2 separate regions of the Mus musculus genome follow, and region 1 is linked to region 2. A link is a contact called in public promoter capture Hi-C data. All regions are on one chromosome and are shown on one strand. The core of a region is the stretch at or near the end of the contact, and the rest is flanking DNA. Distances in the headings are between cores, read along the strand shown.

Region 1 (6,040 bases), core at 596-3,095, 1.8 Mb before region 2:
GATGCCTCTGGGATATCTGAAGACAGAACTCCCAGAAAGGAGGCCAGCCTAGTGCAGGCTCCGCTCCACGGCCAGGTGCTCTCCCGGGGTCAGCAGCTTCCTCTCTGAGATGGGCTAACAGCCCATCACTGAAATGAACTCCTCCATGCCAGCTCTCAAGGAAAGTGCCAGTGGCACCAAGCACAGCATACATGATCGCATCCAACAGGCTCTCCTTCCCTTGGCTCAAACTTTACTGAAAACGGTATTCTTTACAATTCTATCCATGAGCAATGTGTCTTTCCAACCCAACTGTGGATGTGCTGACAAGGCCTTAGAACTCTGCTCATATCAAAATCCTATCCCTGCATGAAGCAGGTAACAAAGATGTGGCCATGAAGTTAGGTAGTGAATCTGTGGTTCTTAACTGTCTATTAGTTAACTTCTACTAGTTCAATCACTAAATTACTCTAAGGGTCTGTCTAGAGCAGAGTCCAACGGGACTCCTTTTAAAGCAGTTTTTTTTTTCTTGTTTGTTTGTTTTGTTTTGTTTTTGAGACAGGGTCTCCCTATGTAGTCATGACTGTTCTTGAACTTGCTCTGTAGACCAGGCTGGCCTTGAACTCAGAGATCCGCCTACCTCTTCCTCCTGAGTGTCGGGATTAAAGGAATGCGCTGTCACTTCTCAGCTTTAAAGTCATCTTAATGCCAGCTTGGAAGGAAGAGTTGATTAGATTGGAACAAAGACAGGGAGGAATTGGGCAAGTGAAGGGACAGGCTAAACTAGGGAAGAGTCTTCATTTAAGTCAAGGTTTCAACAGAAGCAAGGATATTGGGCCTAGGGAGGGGGAGAGTGTGTGTGTATGTGTGTGTGTGTGTGTATGTGTGTGTGTGCGCGCGCGCGTGTGTGTGCGTGTGTGCGTGTGTGTGGCTGTGGTTGGGAAGCACCTCAGAGACAGCTAACAGGGATGGGATCAGATGACCATTCTAACAGACCAGAGGCAAGAGAGCAATCGTGCAAAGGCTGGGAGCCCTCTGGTCTGACAGCAGACAACTAAGAAGGTTCACATTCAATGGTTTCTATTTTCCTTTGCAGAGGGCAGGAGACTGTCATCCCACAGGGAGGGAGGAAGGAAGACGGCATGTGGGAGGTTTTTAGAGGACAGATAGGATTTGAAATAGCTATTGGAGAGGGCAGGAAACAGAAGGCTGGCCAGGGAGGGCAGAGGGTCTCATGTGTGTGACATGTCATGGCTCGGTGTGGGTTGGACAGATTCCAGCTAAGGCATCCATCACACTGATGGGATGACAGTAGGGCCAGGAGGACTCTTACCAACAGAATGGCTGAGGTAGTGGACCATAGCTTCTGAGAAAGCAGTCAGGCTGCCGGCCTCCAAAACTCAAAGCTGTTGGGAAACGCGGTGAAGTGGCTGGAGTTGCTGACTGTATATAGTTAGACCCTTAAGGAGGAAATAGGAGATACAGGTGGTGATCACAAGACTGGTGGCCTGGGGGTGGGAACCCCCATGACAACATACCCTAAAAAAATCACCACCCAGATTCTAAGGGTCTCGTTTTAAAACAGTTGCACAACCCTGTTTAAAACAAGGACACTGGCAAAGTCAGGCCAAGGATTGACAGGGATTTGTTCCTGGTCCCTACCCCCGACTCCAGGGCAGGGCTCCCTCTCCCCTGAACGCACATTCCCCAGGAGACACAAGAGTCAGGCCAGGTCAGGAAGAAGAGTTCCAATGGCAGGGGTCCAGGCCCAGGGCCCTGTGGCCTCCATGGGGCAGGGCCACACCAAGGTCCTGAGCCTGGAATCCGTGAACCACCTCTGCCCCTCCGCCCTCCGTGCCCTAGTCCAATTCAGCTTGCGGTCCAGGTCAGGCAGGTTCCGGTCCCACCGGAAGCACGTGGCCCCCACCCCTTGGCGGTTGCCAGGGAGACAGGGCTGTTTACCAGCTGGTCGCAGCCAGGCACCGGAGGCGGATGGAGCTGAGCTGCGAGGTGAGAGGCCCGCTGTGGGTCCCCAGAAACTGAGAGGCAGGCATTTGAGTGGCCCTCCCCAGGGACAGAGCCAACCTGGCTGGAGCCTGAGTCTGCAGCAGCTAAGGGAATCTCCTGGGAGGGGCGTCTACAAGCCAGTCCCTGGACCCAGATCCAAAGAGAGAGAAGGGAGTCGGGGTCATGTGCAGAGGCAGGAGCTGCAGGGAGCCTCCCACAGCTCCAAGTGCCCTTTACCCAGGTCTGCATTCACGTTCCAGACCTTTCTGCCATTCCCGGAACACTCCTCTTCCTTCTGCACTTGAAGCTTTGCTTCCAGACCTGCCAGACCACGGAAATAATAGAGGCCTCTCCCCAACCCCCTCGCCCGCCCTTCTATCCTGGAATCAACCCCGGTTCTCTCTCTTCACTCACTTGGTGGCTTGTGGTTTCCCACATTGTAATCTCTGGTTTGGGGTAGCATAGCGAGTGGTTTCGATCCTCTCTCTCTCCCTCTCTCCCCCTCCATCCCCCGGGGTTGGTTCCTTTACAGAGTTTAATTTTGTAAGCCAGGCTGGGGACTATGGGGTGGCGGCAGTGGGTGGTAGTAACTGATAAACAATTTTAAAAGACCAATGCACGTGTACATGTCCCGGTATATGCCAGCAGATGGTTCGTAGGAGGGTGTATTTTGCTGCTTGCGCTGTAGGTTTAGATTTGGGCTGTGAAGTACCATGGTCTGACCCTATGGTGGCTTGTGGGCACCATTGGAAAACCACGGGAATCTTGATTTCATTTGTATCCAATGTCCCTTCCTTCCTGTTCGTGTGGTGATAATCCTAAGGAATGGGCACCTGCCCTTCTGGAGGGCAACATCTTGAAAATAGTGGCCCGTGTTTTGTTTCCTGCTTCCTAGCAGGCGTCTGCCTCCTAGCTATTGTGTTTAAGTAAACAGGCTACTTGTCTCTTCTGCTGGCAGCGTGATGGATGCCTACGCCTAGACGTTGTCAAATCACTTTGTAGTTGAGTGTCTGCCAGGCCCTAGAGGTGATGAAATAAATGAGCCATGCAGGGATTGTGCTGTCGCAGGAGCCTAGACAGAGGGCAAAGGTAGAGTTTGGGACCCAGGGTGTGTGTGTGTGTATCTCTGAAGGCGCCATGGCTGCCGTTCTCCAAACACCTGTTTCCTGTAGCATCCTGCCCTCCTTCTGGGTGGGGGTGGGAGCTGGTGTTCCCTCTGTGTAACAGATGGTCTCTGTGCTGGGTAGGAGGCGGTGGGTTATAAAAGCAGGTTGGGTGTAACGGCTTTACCTGAAGGAGGTGTTAGTCTCGAAATAGCCTTGAGTGGGCTTATGAGAATTAGTCATAATTGAGGTTTTTCTCTTGAGATAGCTTGCAAGTCATGTTATCTTATGACCAGGGTGTCTTGAATATGACACCCCCTGAACACGGCTAATTATACAGAGTACCAAAAGGTATAGCAACGACACGCACACACTCAAGTTTGACTGTTAAAAATAACCCCGCAGAGTGCCTGGGAGAACGCATGACTTTTCTCATCGAAGTTGTTAGGGAGAGGTTTCTAAGTTACCAAACTTCCTGACAGCCAAACCTTCCCCAGGCATGTGTGGGTGTTGGAAGCCAAGCCTGTGATAATTCTGTGGAAGCTGTGGCAAATTAATAGCCATTCCCAAGTGAGAAGGATGGAAGCTCAGCTAGAGGCTTATCCTCGCCTCAGCTGGACAGCTATGGCTTTCTCCTGCCACTCCGAACGAGAAACTCATAGGGAAAAAAAACTTTATGGTTGATCAGAAAATAAATGAGCAAGGGAAGGGGCAGGCATTTCTGGCGTCAAAACTTTTCGCTCAGGAAGAAGTTTCTGAACTACCTGCCTCCAGATTGGGCATGGAGAACAGAGGGGGAGAATGGAGGAAGGTTTGGCTGTGTAGAGCAGGGATAGCCACAGAGCCTTTTCACCCGTTAACCGGGTGTGTGTGTGGGGTGTGTGTGTGGGAGAGAGGGGGGGGAAGGGTGAGAGGGAGGGAAGGAGGGAGGGAGGGAGGGAGGTGACGGCTCAGTGGGGATAGCATTTGCCCAAGGTCCAGAATTTGGATTCCCACAATCCATGAAAGTGCTGGGTGAGTGTGCCAGCTCACCTATAACTCCAGCCCCAGAAGGCAGAGACAGGATCCCCAGTCTAGCAAGACTAGCCATATGGATGAGCTCTGGGTTTGATTGAGAGGTCCTGCCTCAGTGAATAAGGCATAAGAGCCATGGAGGCTGATTTCTACTCACATCAAACCTTGGCCTCTATCTGTGCATGTGTACCTGCCTACACATGTACCCCCAAACATGCAAAACACACAGACACACAGGACACATGGATAAAGAGGATTAAAACGTGAAAACGGAAGGGAACCTGGTCAGAGATTTTGAACAGCAGGCTCCCCTGGATTCGTAGAAATAGTATGTTTTGGTTCCCTGTGGCCTGGTTCCTGGTGGTCTAGTACAGGAGAGAACACACAGAGCATCTGGGGGCAGGGGTCACACCTAAGCCCACGAACCTGGACTAGTGCTCCTGAGGGCTGCTTGATGGAGGAGCTTGGGGGAAGTCAACTCTTAGGTGAGTGACAGTGCGTAGGTGGAAGGGACGGATCAACCCAAGAAATGTTTTGTTGTCTTGAGGCAACTGCATGGGAGGGGGCGGGGACGGGGGAGCTCTGAAGTCAGCCTCCTGACCGTTCTGTGCAGTGGACAGGGCACATTTGGGGGCTGCCATCTCCCAGCTGTTTAACACTAAGTAGGAGAAGGAAGAGCCACAACTAGCGCCTTAGGGAAATGTTCTAAAGCAGGTGTCTATGGACAGTACAGACAGAAAAGTCAAAATAGATGCTCTCTAGGTCTTCCTGAGGAGGCTTGCTGTGACCAGACTGGGGAGCCTTGTTCCATGTGACCTGTGTGTAAGGGCAAAGTGTAGGCAGCCCATGGCAGGAGGGCTGGGTGGGAATCCCAGAGGGTGGTGTGTCTATAGTGAGTGATGTCACTGCAGACAGACTGTGTCCCTTGTCTGGAGAAGTGACCTGCTATTGAGTAGAGCTGAGCCTGGTTGCCCTGCAGAGAGTCTTAGCAGGGTTGCCTTCCCCTCTCTAAGCAAATACAGTCTGCCTCTGACATTCTTCATCTGCATCTGAGGTCTGTGTTGAGCCACTCCCTTAGGGAGCTTCCAGCCCAGGGAGCCAGAAAGGACTCTGGAGCCGGGCACATTTTGCCTGATGTAGGACTTCCCCGGTGGGGCCCTTCTGTCCCCTGGACGCTTTTCTGGGTTGGGCCCAATCAGATGTTACCAGAGCACAGTGCACTCTCTTGAGTGTGTGACCATACTGGTTATGTCCCAGTGCAGTAGTCAGAACAAACAAAAGCATCCATGGATGCCTGACCGTGACTCCAGCTTGTCACATACTCCAGCTTGTCACATGGCTCGTTCCCCCTCCGACTGGCCTTTCTGCGTGTAGGCCCTTCTCCATGACAGCGAGAATTGGCTTTTCTTTTCTTCATAGTACTTACCATTCCTTGAAAACATCTGCAGACCCGTGGCTTTCACTCCCCTTAAGGATTTAAGTTCCAAGGACTTTGGATCACTGATGTGTGTCCCAAGAGCTTATCATGGATGAGCCACGGTTGCTCCCCCATGTCAGAAAACTAGAGGTAGGTCCCACACTGTGGTCCATGGGTGCTCACTCTTCCAGTGAGCACATGGCAGAAGAGGGAGCCCCAGTGCCTCGGGAAGCTCAACCCATGCCTTCTCTGTTTCTGCCTGCCTCCTTAGGGGTCCTGAGAAGCAATGGCCATAGAAGCCCCTGTGAACTTTGCACCACCTGAACGCAGCACTGTGGTCAGCACCGCAGGCGACAGCTCCACCTGGCAGCCCAGCTCACTCAGGATGCACGTTATCAGGCCCAAGTCTGCCAAGGGCCGGAAGCGGCCGAATTTGCACAGACCACAAGGCATGGGGGACGGCTCCCCCAGTGCACTATCCTCTTCACCTCCACCACGGTCCTCCGGGTCTCCCAGCAAC
Region 2 (5,976 bases), core at 2,375-4,874:
AATAAATAGATCACTAAATACGCCTGGCACGGGTTTCTCACTTGAAGACCTCGAACTTGAAGTGTGTAGTTTTGCATCTGTGGGTGTTCGTGCCGAGTGAAGGGATGATTTGGAGTGAATTAATGACTGCTGAAATGAGCAAGTTAAGGACTAAAAACAGAAGAAATGAATGAGCCAATAGAAACCGGTAGCAGCTAGTGTGCGAGTCCGTCTCCTGTGTCCAGGTGTTTAATATTCACACTCATGTTCTGAGATGAATGTGGATTCGTGGACAGCAGAGAGAGGCACCCCACATGTCTGATGCACAGCTTCCAGGCACCCCAAGAGGCTGTCCAAAACATGGCTGTTTGTACAAGCTGTGAGGCTTGGGCTGCGATTCCTGATGGCAGGAACTGGCCACCGCAGCCTTCAGAGGACTAGGGAGGCCTACCGTGGGTACCTGCTGGCAGAAAACCCAAAGTGCGGCTGTCAGGTGAGAGGGCGGCTCAGTGGTAACGAGCACGTGCTGGTCTTGCAGAGGACTGGGGTTTAGGCCCCAGCACCCCAGTCAGGCAGCTTACAATGAGCAGCCTGTGACTCCAGGCGATCTGATGTCCTTTTCCAGACTCCACAGGCACCTGCCCTTGCTATGGAGTGCCCCCCCCCCACACACAATTAAAAATGAAACTTAAAAAAAAAATCATGAAGTGTAACTGTCTGGGGCAGAGCGGTATGAAAGAGGTCCCCTCAGTCTGGGAGAACCAGTCCTATCCAGCTGGGATCTCACCCTGTCACATGAGGCTTATGGAGTTCAGTGGCAGAGTATAGCAGCTTAGTGTGTATCCCTGACATCAGTCAATCAATCAACCAACCAACCAACCAATCAATCAATCAATCAATTGCCTCTAGTTCAGGTGAATGAGTGTTGTGTGTCCAGTTTGGTCTTTTCATTCTGCAAGAGGTCATTTTATCCTCTCCGTCCCTGCATTCTACAGGACCCACCCACACAACTTGGACAATGTCCTTCTACCAAGATCACCTCCTCCATGAAGCCTGACCTGACTCCCCCATGAGTCCCCACAGCACCTTTCATAGACTTGGAACTCAAACTCAGGACTCTGTAGAGCTCAGTTTCCGAGTCTGGTTGTATATAGAGTCAACCTAAAGACTGACTTAAAACAGAACTAGGAGCCGGGCGTGGTGGCGCACGCCTTTAATCCCAGCACTTGGGAGGCAGAGGCAGGCGAATTTCTGAGTTCGAGGCCAGCCTGGTCTACAGAGTGAGTTCCAGGACAGCCAGGGTTACACAGAGAAACCCTGTCTCGAAAAACCAAAAAAAAAAAAAAAAAAAAAAAAAAAAAAACAGAACTAGGTTTCAAGCCCCAAGGCAGTAGTAGGTGGGCTGAAGGGTCAGCGTTCCTCACAGGACTGTGAACAGTCCTATGTGGGACTCCTAGGATGCCTGCCTGGCACGCAATAGGGGCTCATGAAATGGGTAAGATGTCACAGAGTGATATAAAGACAGATGCACACATGTGCATACAAGGACACACACACACACACACAGAGCCGGGGCTGAGGAACCCCGCCTGGATCACCACATCTGGGCACTTGGCACGGCCAGCCTGGGTCACTGGCCACAGCATTCCCAGCTGTCCCTCCATCAGCCACTTAACAGGTCACCCAGCGATGCCCTGTGTGATAAATCTTCTCATTTTTCTTTGGTTAAAAAAAAAAAATCAATACAGCACTTGGGTCAGCCATGCTGCCAGAGCCGAGCCTGTGCTCAGAAAACAAGGTTTGCTCGCCCAGGCCTTTCCTCCAAAAGTGTTTCCTTGTCCTCACTGTATCAAGAGGAACAGACCTCAGAATGTGCCAGCCTGTTGGCCATGCTGAGGGACGGGCACTGAAAGGCGGGACAGGGCAGGAAGCAGAACCCATCTGCAGGAGACTTCTTTGGGCCCTGGGCAACTGGAGTTTCTCTTGTTTTTCCCACATAGTAGGTGTCACCCTCTCTATCAGGACGTGAAGGAAGCAGTACCATGCTTCACTCAGAGGTCAAGGCTCAGGCACCCTTTCAGTGCCTGGTCCTGATGTATAGACCCTGTCTGCTCCAAGTCTGTCCCCTCTTCATATACATAATACTGTGTCTGAGGGCCCTGGACTTTGAAGGTTCCTCCCCTGTTTCACCAACAGCCCCAGGAAACAGGCTCTACCATCTCTGATGTAGACCTGAGAGAACCCCAGTTAAGAACATGCTTTGGCCTATATGACTGGAAACTGGGGTTCAAACTTAGGGAGTTCAGATTTTCTTACTGGCAATTTACTCAGGAATCAGAGACTCAGCCTAGGACCCTCAGAGGGACCCGAGGCTGGTGATCACGATGCACACCTGTAATTCCAGTACGTGGGAGACAGAGAGACCACGGGATTTTAAGTCTGAGGCCAACCTGGGATAAAAAGAGTGAGACCCTGCCTCAAAGCTAAGTAAGTGACAGCCGGTTCCCTGGGCACATGGCCCTCAGCTCTCCCATCTCTTTTGAACCTGGCTGAGTCATCCTCTTTTCCTCTTGTCCCTCTGGGTATTGGGTGACACCTGGCTGTACTTACACACAGTCACAGCAGCACAGCTAGACCCTGGCCCCAGAGCTCTCTGGCTTCTGGGTCTGCTCTGGAGCATGGGTTCTAAAATTCACTGATTTTTCTGTGACATTTACCACAGAAACATTTAATGTTTAACTCCAGCCTCCCATAAAGGGATGCCCTCAAAGGACAGGACTCTTTGCTACCCCTTAAGGCCTTCTTCCCTAGACTATAGCTCATAGTATTTGTGCCCCCCTCCAACAAAGTCCGGTTGGATGATAACTCATGCCTCTGGACCTCATTTCCCTGAGTGTAAAGTGAGGGACAGGGTGGGCACAGTGACCTCCAAGCCCCTCCGCAGCTCTGTCTTGCTGTCATTCCATAGGGAGCAGTCCCTTCTCTGTGGCTGTTATTGTCAAGGGCTCCAAGCCCTGTTGCGAGTGGAAGGAGGTGAATGAATAAGTAATGAATACATTTAAAATTCATTATTAGATTATTTTCTGAAGACAGAGACGAGAGCAGAGGTGGGGAGAGGGAGGCAGAGGAAGAGATAAGGCCAGAAAGGGGGAAGCTGAGGACATGAAAGGCCATTAACAATTCACGAGCTGCACGCTCTCGTTTGCTTCCCCGTCTTCTCCGGTCCCACAGCCTCCCAGGCTGGAGGCCGGTGAGAGCCACAGAGTGTATACAGACACGGCTCCATCATGCAGTGGCAAGGAAAACTGGGGCTCCCTATATTGGGAGCATTTAGCCGGCAAGATACAGAGCTGTAGTCAAAACAGGCCATAGATGGGCCACTCTGTATCCATAGAGGAACTTCTCTGTAGAAGTCATGTGCTCACAAGACGCTGGCAGGCAAGCAGCCATCTGGGGATAGTCCCTAAGAACAGGTCGTACTCCCGACCTCCCACCACCAACCCCATCCACAGGTGCTGAGTTGGCGAAACCAGGCTGGTCAGCGTCGTCATTTACAGTAATTTCCCCCCAGAAGCAGAAACAGGACCTGAAACTTCCTGAGGGCAGCAGGATGGGAGGAACAGAGGGGTGATAGAGAGAGGGTCAGCCTGTTGGGCCTTGGGAGGGGACAGCAAGGGAAGGTTCTTCCTGCCTCTAGGGACCCAGACTTCCGCTTTCTGAGGACAGCAGCAGGCTCTGGGCTCTGGGAATCCACTGCTGTCCGGCCTAGAAGCATCACAGAACACCAGGATTCCATACACAGGTGAGCAGGACGGGGCAGGGAGAGGAGGGTTAACTCACCAACACAGGCCTTTCTTCTAACTACAAACACCTGTATATTAATGGGCTGGATTTTTAGAGCCCAAGCTCAGGTCCACAGCATAGGCTCTCTAGAGTGAACTAGGGTTGGAGGTATATGTGGTTACTTGGGCCCAGGGGATGAGTAGACAGCCTGTAATAGGAGCCGCCAGGATCGTGGTCTCAGGAACCATGGAGACCGAGTGGCACTTCTGTCTCTTGCATGCTGGCCATCTTCAGCCAGTCTCAGAACCTCTCTGATCCTAAAATCCCTTCTGGAGAGAACATAGACTATGATGGGTGCATGAGCCCTGGCGGAGACCAAGCTTGATTGACCTTCAGGGTTTGAAAATGTCAGCCAGGGAGAGATAGGATAAGAACCCAGGCCTCTTGTGTCCAGTATCACGTGTCCTTGGCATCTGGGATTGGAGGGCGCAGTTGGTTAATCCTGAGTGACAAAGCTATAGCTGTAAAGGGTACCTGTAACCCAAAGGACCTCAATCCACCCAGTGCCACCTCATTTAATGTCACTGTCAGCCATGGAAGCCAAAAATGAACATGTCCAAGAGACCAGAGAGGCAGATACACTCCTGTCTGAGGTCACACAGCCAGGCAGCAGCAGACAGGAGTTCAAAGCTAAGGTAGTCTGGCTCCATGCTAGAGAGCGAGGTGCTGTAATGGTGGACTGGCATAAAAGGTGGGTAGTCCAACCAAGAGGATTGGAGGGACTCCCCAAACCTGAAATGTGAGGCTCCCAATGTAGACTAGAGATCAGCATTGCCCCCATCTTGTGGAACAGTAAACTGTGCCCAGAGAGAAGTCCTGCCTTAGCCCTGCCCCTGAACAGCTTGCTGGGTGATACTAGGAAATATTTTCAAACTGTCGAGCCTCAGTTTCCTCATCTGGGAGATGGGCAGTCCATCACACCCCATATCTCAGATGCTGTAGGGGTCCAGCAGCAGGGGTAACAGATCTTGACAAGAGCTCAGGGTTTCTGGTTCCCACCGGGGTTTCCATAGCTACGTGGGTAGCCTGGGAGAACTTCTGGAGGAAAATCTTTGACCAAAGGCTTGCAGGATGGCCACATAGATCTGCTCAAAACAGCCTACAGCATAAGCCTTCTCAATTGCCTGGGATAAGAAGAGGGCCACACAGTTCTATTGCTGAACTACAGCCCCCTGGGAACCTAAGAATATTCTGCCAGCAAAGGTGGCCTGGGATGCGGGCAAAGACGTTGACATCATTTCTTCCCATGCGATCTGAGAAAGTGGCCTCACTGAGCCTCGGTGTTCTCTTTGCAGCAATAACCATCCTCACTATGGGCGTATTGCTACATGCCCTGGCTCAGACATGAGAAATGAGGAAAGAGAAGGCCTGAGACAGATCCAGCATGCAGATCAGGTGAAGCCTTTGTGCTGAGCCTTGGTGGTCTATCCTCAGGCTACACCATCTGTACTGGCTAGTTTTGTGTCAACTTGACACAGCTGGAGTTATCACAGAAAATGAGCATCAGTTGAGGAAATGCCTCCATGAGATCCAACTGTAAGGCATTTTCTCAATTAGTGATCAAGGGGGAAAGGCCCCTTGTGGGTGGGACCATCCCTGGGCTGGTAGTCTTGGGTTCTATAAGAGAGCAGGCTGAGCAAGCCAGAGCAAGCAAGCCAGTAAAGAACATCCCTCCATGGCTTCTGCATCAGCTCCTGCTTTCTGACCTGCTTGAGTTCCAGTCCTGACTCCCTTTGGTGATGAACAGCAGTATGGAAGTGTAAGCCGAATAAACCCTTTCCTCCCCAACTTGCTTCTTGGTCATGATGTTTGTGCAGGAATAGAAACCCTGACTAAGACACCATCTTTCCTCCTGCAACATTCTATTTCTTTTCATTTCTTTTCTTTTTAAAGAAACTTATTTCATTTATTTAAAAAATGTTGATTTACACTGGGTGGTAGTGGCCATGGTGGCAGGCGCATGCCTTTAGTCCCAAGTCTCATGAGGCAGAGGTAGGTGGATCTCGGAGTTTGAGGCCAGCCTGGTCACAGTGTAAGTTCAAGAACAGCCAGGACTATATAGAGAAACTCTGTCTCAAAACCAACAGCAACAACAACATCTATAATAATACATCAGATTGATTTACTTTATGTGTGTAAATATTTCACCTACAT

The links. Promoter capture Hi-C pulls out the DNA fragments that hold promoters and counts their contacts.
Region 1: a promoter capture Hi-C map of liver shows a contact between it and region 2, with 4 times the contacts expected there. The contact joins the promoter of Pla2g2c here to the promoter of C1qb in region 2.

The regions. Positions count from the first base shown.
Region 1 is chr4:138,721,130-138,727,169 of GRCm38.p6, reverse strand. Pla2g2c (phospholipase A2, group IIC) reads right to left here and starts at 1,845. Exons shown (of 6, transcript NM_008868.3): 1 at 1,682-1,845; 2 at 1,313-1,439. It overlaps Ubxn10 (UBX domain protein 10), which reads left to right and starts at 1,905. Exons shown (of 2, transcript NM_178671.5): 1 at 1,905-1,989; 2 at 5,792-6,040. The coding sequence starts at 5,807.
Region 2 is chr4:136,883,848-136,889,823 of GRCm38.p6, reverse strand. C1qb (complement component 1, q subcomponent, beta polypeptide) reads left to right here and starts at 3,624. Exons shown (of 3, transcript NM_009777.3): 1 at 3,624-3,781. C1qc (complement component 1, q subcomponent, C chain) reads left to right here. Exons shown (of 3, transcript NM_007574.2): 3 at 1-22.